2 separate regions of the Mus musculus genome follow, and region 1 is linked to region 2. The links are chromatin contacts, called in public HiChIP or PLAC-seq maps. All regions are on one chromosome and are shown on one strand. The core of a region is the stretch at or near the end of the contact, and the rest is flanking DNA. Distances in the headings are between cores, read along the strand shown.

Region 1 (4,915 bases), core at 707-3,206, 260 kb after region 2:
CATCTCCTCCATTACGCACAGGGCCACACGTACATCTCTGGGGCACCATGCAGCATCATGCTGATTTCTGGAAACTGACAGCTGCCTTTCTTCCTTTGCTTCTCCAGGTACTGGGCCTGTCCCAGGGCAGTGTCAGCGACATGCTTTCAAGGCCAAAACCATGGAGCAAACTGACCCAGAAAGGCCGAGAACCCTTCATCCGGATGCAGCTCTGGCTGAATGGAGAGCTGGGCCAAGGTGTTCTGCCAGTGCAAGGGCAACAGCAAGGGCCAGGTGAGGATAGCTGGCCGCCCTCTGCAGAGGCCTGGCAGGGATAGCTCCATCCATGAGCTGGCTTTTGGATTCAGGGGGAGGATGGTGTTGTTATTGTTGTTGGTTTTTATTGGGGTAAGGGGAGTGGTAAGATAGAGTCTTTTTATATTTCTGAGACTAACCTCAAACTCACTATGTAGCCCAGACTAGCCTCAGACTCACTGTGTAGCCAAAGCTGACCTTGAGCCCACAATCCTCCTGCCTTAGCCTCCCAAGTGATGAAAAGACAGGCATGTACCCCCATACCTGGCTCCTAAGATTTTAGGAGTAAAGAGGATGAGCCTGGCTAATTTTATAAGCAGCAGAAAATTGGGTACTGATTAAGAAAATGCTGTTTATATATAAATATAGATAAAGGTCAAGTACTTGCACTAGAGAACTGAGAAGGAAATCTCGCCAGAGTGACTTCAGAAGAAAGTGTCATGGGCAGAGGCTTCTGCTACCTCGAATCCAGGGCTCTGACACATTATAGATTTATTTGTGCAACCCTCATTCCAACTCAGCATCCTGGCCCTCAGCTTGAGCACAGGCAGCCTCCCCCCCTGGACTCCTGCTTATTCCCTTTTCTTTTGTGCAGTTGGGAAGCTCCAAGCCCTGTTTCCTGAGTAACAGTGTCTTTTTTTTCCACAGTCCTCCACTCCGTGGCGTCTCTGCAGGACCCCCTCCAGCAGGGCTGTGTGAGCTCAGGTAACTAGCCACTTGTGTTTATTGCTAGCTCCACTGCTCTGGAAATCTGGGGTCTGGGAGTAAGTGTACTATTCCTAGCCACAGCAAACAGTGGCCTCTCCCACTTTGCCATACTGCACTCTGAGGCTGTTGTGTAAGCAGAATCAGATAAGAAATGGCTTTTGAGAATTGGCTTCTTCTATTAGGTAGATTGTCCTTGAGATCCACTGACCTTATATGTAGCAATAGTCATTTATTTTCCTGCCTGGGTAGTATTCCTATGGTGTGGTTATACCAAAGTTTGTATTGCATTGAGGCTATCCCTAGGTTATAGCCATTACACATAGAGTTGGCATGACAGTAAAAAGAGAATGAGAATAGTGTCCTGCTTGCAAACTCTGAACTTGCTTTCTGATGGCAGTCCAAAGGTTGACAGGAGCAATGCTGCTAAAATTCATGCCTTTACTGGATCCCTTCATTGTTTTGTAAGTATGAAGCTCTGTGTTTGAGGCTGGGGTCTATTGGAGGCAGATTTCAGGATCAGGGATCCCATTTTAGCAGCAGAGACAAGGCACTAACATCACTGTCCCAGTAGTCATGTTAAGGGACATCACTTTCATCTGGTGGAAGACCTGGGTAACCTTTGAATAAGGGGACTGGGGAGATTGGAGCACCAGAATAGAGTAGCCAAAACAGAGCAGTCCCCAGAAAAAGCTAGGGTGAAATTCAATGGATACTTAGTGAGGGTTTTGGAGGAGTGTAGATGTGGACCAAGAAGCTCCAGCCACTTCCTACTGATCTCAAAGACTGGAAATGTCTCAGAAGTATCTGACAGTCCTTTTCTCTATGTCCTGAGGTCCCTGGCCACACTACCTACATGCATGCCTGCCCTGACCACAGCCATTGCTCCAGGCTCTCAGCACTGCCTCCCTGCACTGAGCTCACAGTCAGCCCCGCTTTTTCTCCCAGCTCCCAGGAGCAGCCAGCAGCGTGAGCTGTTCCTTTTTCTTTTCTCTACTTTTCTAAACATGTTGATTAGTCTCCGTATTCCATTGATTCATTGAAAACACAAACAAAGCTAAGTGAGGAACGAGTGCAAAGCCTGTCAGCTTGCCAGAAGGCTGAGGAGGGGACACATGTGCTTGGAGGGGAACAGCTGGGCAGCTTTAGCAGTAGCTGCTGCTGCAAGATCCCAAACACACTCTCTCCCTCTCCCTCCTCCACCCCTACTCAGCCAGTGTCTCTCCCCCCCCCCTCTCTCTCTCACACACACACACACACACACACACGCACGCACGCACGCACGCACGCACGCACGCACGCGCGCGCGCGCGCGCGGGTAGGGGGTGGGTTCGGGTACAACAGTGACTTGAAGGCCGTTGAAATCCCCTGAGGATTTCATGGATTTAGTTTGGTCCATATTGGACAAATTCAGAGGAAATTACCAGCACTCTTTTTCCCCCAGCTCACACTCAGGATTTAGGAAGGAATGTGGCCAAGTTGGTTGTGATGCACTTCTGTGGATGTTTATGTAGTAAACTGTCCTGGCCTCCTGCTTCACTGAGAAGTCAGATCCCAAGCTTGTCATGGTAGAGCTTTCTTGATGAAAGCCTTTCACTCCTAAATATAACACTGAGTGTCCCTCAGCATTGTGTGTGTGTGTGAGTGTGTGTGTGTGTGTGTGTGTGTGTGTGTGTGTGTGTGTGTGTGACAGCATGTGTGTCAAAATCAGAGGACAACTTGTGGAAATTGTTTCTTTCCACACTGTGGGTCCCAGAAATTGAACTCAAGTTTAATGGAAAGCATCTTACCCACTGAGCCATCTTATGAATGCCCTCCTTTTTTCCCCTCCAAGACAGGGTCTCATACAACCCCAGCTGGCCTCAAACTCACTAGGTAGCCAAAGATAACCCTGAATTTCTGCCCACCCCTCCTGAGCGCTGGGACGACAGGTGTGCACCACTGCACCCAGTGCATGTGGTACTAGGGATTGAGCCCAGGGCTTTATCAACTGAGGTCCATCCTCATCCCCCAAAACTGAAACGATTCTGTAATGGTAGGATTTGTAAATCCTTGTGATAAATGACTCTAGAAAATTCTAGAACCTCTGACAGCTTTCATCATTGTTTTCTCTAAAGAACTCTGATTCAGAGAGTCCCATAAAATTCTGATTTTGCCATAGATACTATGGAACTCACCCCAGAGGTCCCCAACTGAGAAATATTCTCTGTCCCTCATGGATCCCTGACAGCTGTGCCTAGAGGTATGCAGCATGGCCTGCTCGGCTCTGGACAGTGGTGGACACGCTTTCCTTCCTAGGATGCAGAAATGTGAAAGGACCTGCCTTCCATATCTACTTGGCCAGTTGTACCTTCAGTAAGGTTTCCTGGGTCATTGCAGAGCTTAGGGGCCTAAACAGGGGACTCTGTGCTTGGCAAAGAGCAAAGTTCTGGCTTGGGAACCCTTCTCCTTGCCAAAGAATCCCCACCCAGGAGCTGGGGTTGCAGTTTGGTTGGTAGAATTCCTGCCTAGTATGCACGTAGCCCTGGGTCCGTGTCCAGCACCCCACAAATCTCTCAGGAATAAGAGACAGTAGGACCAGGAGTTCTCATCCATGCTGGTCCTTAGTGACAGCCATATACCCCAGTCTCTCTGATGAGGAGACTCAGGTTCCAACTGCCTTAGTGGCTGTGGCCCTTTATATCATCACCAGATATCATCTGAACCTTGAGGCACAAAAGAAATGTAATGTCATTTTGAACAACCAGTGTCACCCTATGGTGACATGTGTGTCTGTGTGTGTGCGTGCTAAGATCAACCTTGGATATCATTCTTCTGGAGTTGTCAACCTTTTCAGACAGGGTCTTTCAGCAAACTCTGGGGCTCACCAACTGGGCTAGTCCAGCTAACCAGACAGTTCCACCTTCCCAATGCTAGGATTACAACATGCGCCGGGCGGTGGTGGCGCACGTCTTTAATCCCAGCACTCGGGAGGCAGAGGCAGGCGGATTTCTGAGTTTGAGGCCAGCCTGGTCTACAGAGTGAGTTCCAGGACAGCCAGGGCTATACAGAGAAACCCTGTCTCGAAAAACCAATTTAAAAAAAAAAGGATTACAACATGTACCATGGCACCCAGCCTTTTTTTTTTTTTGATGTGGATTCTCAGAGTTAAGGAAGCACACACACTAGTTATGATCTGCTAATCCTATATAATACTTCCTTTTTACTTCTTAAAACTAACTTCTCCTGCACAGTTGCTTGAGCTGGTTTATTTTTCAGCCACTAGAGAAGGAGAGAGATGAGGGGTAGCTCTGAAGAGACAGAAGGGACCCTCTCATGATGACATTCATCACAGAAATTGTGGCATCCTGGAGGGCTGCAGTGAGAGCTGCCTGTGCCCTCAGCTTGGGAACTTGTTGATACGGGAGCCTTTCATGACTGAAACTAACAAGGTGTTCTGCCTGTGCCTTTCATGCTGGCTTCTGGCAGATCTTGTCAGAGTATACAAGTGAAATGATGGCCCATTTTCCATAGATTAGGCACAGAGCACTCAGCTTTTTCCCAGCACACTGGGTGGTCAGGAAGAGCGGCTTCCAAGTCCTGCCCACCTATGAAGAATCACGCAGCTCCATGGCGCCACTGTCCATCAACAGAGTGTCAGCTGTCCCTTAGAGGGGACAGCTGCTTCAGGCTGGCTCTAGAATGGGTAGTCCTGCTTACCCCACCCTGCTGTGACAACCACAGCTATGCTGGTGAGGCCCTTGGCAGTTTCTCACAGCATGGTAGCCAATGCCATTATGGTGTGCATCGTGGCACTTGCATGAGCTGCTGGGAAGCCCTATCCCAGGAGTTTCTCGTCTCCGGCCCAACAGTGGGATTCTGATACAGTCTGTCCTTGACTAAGCAGTCAGTTCTTAGCATTTGACTGGACAAAAGA
Region 2 (4,988 bases), core at 180-2,679:
TCACGGCATCCAGACTTGAGGTTGGCTCTGCGCCTCCTGACGCCCGCGCGCTCCCACGCACCTGCTTCGGGTGGCTTCTGCCCCTCAAAGGCTGCGACTTGGGAGTGCAGCCCGGTCCCGACCGCTGCATGGACACAGAGGCTTTTGGGTGCAGTTGCAAGACCCGGGAACACTTGTATTCTTTAAATCTCGGGGGGACTTTCATTTCCAACCTCGTTCTCCAAAAATATCGATCTCACCGCAACCGAATAACGCTAAGCCCTCAAACTTGGCTCAGAGAGCAATTATTTTCTACTGTCATGTTTGGTGTTCCATACAGACGTTATTTACATATAATTTTCAAGATTAAGGAATTTAGGGATTTGTCTTAACTAATTACACGTTCACCGAAGTGCAGCAAAGTGAAAACACTGTGTTCCTACTGTAAACGCAAACTCTCTGGTGTGAATAAATCCATTAAAGATGACGATCCTGAAACGCGTGCTTTGGGTCTAGAAGGAAATGTAAAGAGAACTTCCTTCCCCCCACTCCCGGTTTAAATGTGAGCGTTTTTGTTTTTTTTTTTTTTTCTTCTTCAAAACTTAGGAACGAGCGCTCAGTTTCAAGTGCACTGCACGCTCTCAAACTTTCTGCCTGCAAAGACGGAGGCGCGGAGTTGTGTGAACCCCAGAGGAAGTTTCTGGGGTTGTGTCGCAGAAGCATGGTTGGGACAGAGTTGTGCTCCAAGACTTGCCCCAGTCCTGGCGGACGCTGGAGCGGCTCTGAAGGGTGGGGAGGCCGTCGCCACTCGCTGATGTGTCCCGGTGCAAGTTGGGGATTGCAACGGAATGTGTAGGACGTGAATGGGAGTCGCGGCGGCAGCAGCCGCAGGCTCCAAGGCTTGGTGGTCAACCCCCTCCGCCCCCTTTACCACGACACAATTGCACTTCCTTGAATATGAAACACTGTTCACGACCGCTGTGGTCTGGAGGTCCCCCAGCTGGAGCGCATAGGGGAGCGGAGTGAGGTCACCCGCAGCCCCGGCGCGCGGGCTGGCCGGTGGGGTCCCGACCGCCGGCTGTGCAGGTGGGCTCCGCTCGCTCCACCGCGCGCACCGTGCGAAAGAGCGCAGCGCCCGCGCCCCGCTGCCGCAGCGCAGCCCACTGTCCTCAGGCGCGCAGAGCGAGGGGCACCTTATCCTAAAGCGCTGGCCACCGGCGACCGCGACCTTCCCGGGGGCGGGGGTGTTGGGGAGGGAGGGCGCCCTTTAGGTGAGCTGCGGGGTCCGGAGGAGACCCCGCAGCGCCCCCTCGAGGCCGGGCCGCCGTAGGGTCGCAGCGCGGCCTGGGAGGGGGGCTTGTGGCGGGGCGCGCGGGAAAAAGGGTGAGGGGTCGCGAGGGCCCCGGATGCCCGCGCTCGGGCTGTGGAGAGAGAGCGCGGCGCGCGCGCGTCAAGGCTGCCGCCGCCGCCGCCGCCGCGTTTCCCTCAGGCTTCGGACTCCATGGCTGAGGCGGTGGCGGCGGCGGCGGCGGCAGCGGCGGCGGCGCCGTGAGGAGGAAGGAGTCCGCGTCCGCGGTGGCTGAGGCGGCGGCCGGCTCCAGGCCGGGTTTTGGCGCCCGCCCGCCTGCTGCCTCCTGGCGGCTCCTGAACTCCAGCCCCCTCTCTATCAGCCTCTCACTCCGTCTCAATATGTCTCAAGATGGCGGCCAATGTGGGATCGATGTTTCAATATTGGAAGCGCTTTGATTTACAGCAGCTGCAGGTCAGGCTTCTCGGCGCTCGGCCTCGCGCCCGGGGGGTGAGGGCTGCGGGCGGTCGCGGCCTCCCTCAGGAAGGAGGGTGACACTCCGGGCTGCCAGGGCCCTGGCGGGGGTGCTGAGGCGACGGGGGAAAGCAGGAGGGGGGTGCCGGGAGAAGAGCGGGGCCGAGTCGGCGGCGAGTCCCTCGGGCTCCCCGGCTCTCATTGATCACTCGGCTTGATCAGAAATTGATCCTCTTTGTTCAATTCATCGATCAGCCCAAGATGGCGCCGGAGCCGCCAGCCGCCACCAACATCTTTGCCCCCCGGTGTCTGCCCCCTTCAACCCCGGAGGGTGTCTTCCTCCCCACCATCATCGCCATCATCATCCTCATCGTCCTCTCCGCCGCCGCCGCCTACCCCGCGCGCTGTCGTTGTCGCGGGACCCTGGTGGAGAGGAGGGGGGAGCGGCGGTCCCCCCCCCCCACGGGGGCTCAGTGGGAACTCGCGCGCGCTAAAGAGGGGGACGCGCCACGGGGTGGCTCTGGAGGGGTGGCAGGGCTGCAAAGAAGGGGAGCTGCGGGACGCTAGTCCCCCTCGCGCCAGTCACGTCCTTCCTTCCCCCCGGCTCAGCCCCGTCGTATTCCCGGGGAAAGTTTGTGGGGAGTTGCTGGTGGGGGGTGAAGCGCCTGTCTCTCTCTCTCTCTCTCTTTCCTCTGTCTCCTGGAGGAGAGAGTCGCGGACCGCCGCCGCCGCCGCCGCCACTGCCCCGCCGGCGCGGCGGAGCTGGAGCTGGTGGCGCTGTGGTGCCGCCGGCTCCGGGGGAGGGTCAGATCGGCCACCGGCGGCTGGCGGCGGTGGCGGCGACGGCCAGGCTGGCGGGTGGCCCCTTGTCGTGAAGACGGCGGGTGGCTTGGAGCTCCTGGCTGCTCCTTGATCGTTCCCCTTGGGCCCAGCTGCCACCATTCCTCTTTCCACTACTCCCGTAAGGGATTGTCAACCGGTGTCGCCCCGGCCAGGGCACCGGCTACCCGGTGTGGCGGGTCCCTCCCCCACCCCGTTTGTTTACGTCCCGGGGCCAACCCGCAAGCCCCGCGCTCTTTTGTGTGTCTTCTGCGTGAAAGTGACTGCGGAGCTGGATCTGTCCCCCTTTTTTGCGCCCGGGGACTTCCCCGGGAAGGGGTTGTGGGGGAAGCTTTGGAAGGGAAAAACTTGGCTTGCGGGGGGACACCGGTGGGTCGCGCAGAGTGCGGGATCGGCCCGGGAGAAGGGAAAAGGTGCGGGAGAAAGGCTGCAACTTTCCACCGAGCGCAGGCCGCTGCGTGACCCGGTCTCGGAGCGCTTTTCCTCCGGGGTCACCGATCGGTGCAGCCAGACTTAGCTGCGTGTCTCAGGGACTTCCAGGGCTCCCCCCTCGGTGACCGATAGCTTGCATCACTCCAGCCCCTCACTCTTTTTCGCGAGGGGTGTGTTCTGTCCTCTCTGCAAAGGGGCCCCAGGAGTTATGGAGCGCGCGTCAGGTCCGCTCCGAGCTGCCTTCTCCAGCCCGGTTCTCGAAAGCAAAGCCCCGGGGGCCCCGCTGGACTGTAAGGAGACTGATTGTGGTTCCTCGTCGCCTCGAGGGGATGGTATCGGGGCTTCCCAATCCGCGGCGGAGCTGCCTGCGTGCCCAGAGGATGCTATTCTGCCTGCCACCCCTCATCGGAACCAGCTGCTCGCCCTCGGGGTCCTCCCTGCTAGTGCTAGCTCCGCGTTCGCGGCGCCTGGACAGCCCCAGGATTCTGCCAGGTGGATGTTGTGCGTAGCCGGAGCCAAGTTGAAGGTGAGCGGCAAGTGAGCCCTCAGAGCTTTGATCACTGGGAACACCAGAGAGATGGGACAGTCTTGTGGTCCATAGAGGCAGCCTTGCCCTCTGTGTGTGTGTGTGTGTGTGTGTGTGTGTGATCTTCCATAACATCTCTAGGGAACCGCCTTTGCTCCCAACTCTAAAGTGTGCTTGAACATGAACTTGAGTGAACTTTTCTAAGCCGGAGGACTGGTGATATTTATTAACCCACAGCACCCTTAGGAGTCTGAAACAAACGAACTCCACATGTAGGCCTGCAGGAAAGGAAGGCGATTGGATTGAAACATCTATAGGTGGAGTGAAACAACTTAACTGTGCTTGCTTTTTCTGCTCTTGCCTACGTGAGGACGATAAGGCAGACTCATGCTCGTTATGAAATTTCCTCCCATTGCTCTCTTAACTAGGAAGACTATGTGAAATATGTATTTCTGATAAGATTAAAGCTTAAAGAAGTTTTGAGTATTTATTGACTAAAATGGATTACACCATAGTCTATTGTGTAAATTAGATTCCTGAATGTAATGAACACCGCCGGATGGCATTTTTTGATTAATTGGTCTACCCTATTTTAGTAAAAATAGCTCCCTTTTACCATAATTTAATTCCTGTGCTTACTGTAAAACCCGTTGTGGAATTTTAAGAAACCTTAATTCCCCCCCCCACCCCACCCCCATGTGACATCCTAGTTTAATATCAATAAAGTTCTTTTATTGCACATTACCAAAGGCGGCCAGAAAAATGATTTTGGAGTTATTAGAGTTTATGAACTGGGTGTATATTAGTGTCGTCCCCCCCCCCCAATGGATTAGCATTCTTGGGGATCTTGAGGATATTTAAGCAAATGGCTTCATGGCTTCATTGAAAGTTTACCTTATGGCTGATGTGAATGAACTTCATTTTGATCTTAAAGTAACAACAAAGAAAACATTTAGTTTAAACTCTGTTCTTGTTACAGAGTCTGTTGCCTTTTGGTAGGTAATGATTTGGCTGAAAGTGGTTTCAACTGCTTCCCCGGATGGAGTTGGAAAGCTTTACTTGACTGTGGAATGCCAAAGGCCCAGTGTGAGTCTGGACAGCTCCTTTACCTGCAAAGGGGGCCGGGGATTTTGAGTTGGTATCTGGTTAAGGTTCCTCTGTTCTCGCAGATGTGAGCTGGAGATTTTGGGTGAGTGACCCTGAGAGCTTAGGTCTTGCTGAGCAGAAGGAGTGGCTTAGGTCTAGGTAAGGAGCCATAGGACTCTGCACTCTGGAGGGCCATGTCCTTATTCCCCTGCTTCTTGGGTTTTCAGACAACCTGGGAACTTGAAGTGGATGTCTGCCCCTGAAGAGAGTTTCTGAAAACTGGCCTGTTTCCTTTCTCATCCCCAACCAAGGCTTGTCCTGCAAAAAGTTAAGAGTGCCCTAGTGTTGCTAAGACGAGTTGAA

What was found. HiChIP or PLAC-seq counts read pairs in DNA pulled down with a chosen protein or histone mark.
Region 1: a contact with region 2 is called in an H3K4me3 HiChIP or PLAC-seq map of embryonic basal ganglia, with 3 times the contacts expected there. The contact joins the enhancer-like site here to the promoter of Cux1 in region 2. A contact is called at or near these places in 8 of 39 promoter capture datasets (Sertoli cells, cranial neural crest, frontonasal cranial neural crest and 4 more), 2 of 15 datasets of contacts at CTCF or cohesin (the NIH/3T3 cell line and large pre-B cells), 3 of 484 Hi-C or Micro-C datasets (bone marrow-derived macrophages and cortical neurons), 25 of 115 datasets of contacts at active chromatin or transcription factors (the 230-238 cell line, the SCID.adh cell line, SST interneurons and 19 more) and 4 of 9 other capture datasets (adipose tissue, liver, macrophages and 1 more).

What each region holds. Positions count from the first base shown.
Region 1 is chr5:136,300,807-136,305,721 of GRCm38.p6, reverse strand. It overlaps Cux1 (cut-like homeobox 1), which reads left to right. Exons shown (of 23, transcript NM_001291234.1): 18 at 108-273; 19 at 943-999. Among named protein-coding and RNA genes, the nearest start is that of Gm30408, 58 kb to the right of the region's middle. Within about 2 kb of position 1,956, at least 23 of the 459 cell types and tissues checked have an H3K27ac peak or open chromatin away from gene starts, as enhancers often do. A contact at or near this core is called in cortical neurons, embryonic basal ganglia and neural stem cells, where this site is marked.
Region 2 is chr5:136,563,931-136,568,918 of GRCm38.p6, reverse strand. It overlaps Cux1 (cut-like homeobox 1), which reads left to right and starts at 1,429. Exons shown (of 23, transcript NM_001291234.1): 1 at 1,429-1,741. The coding sequence starts at 1,679.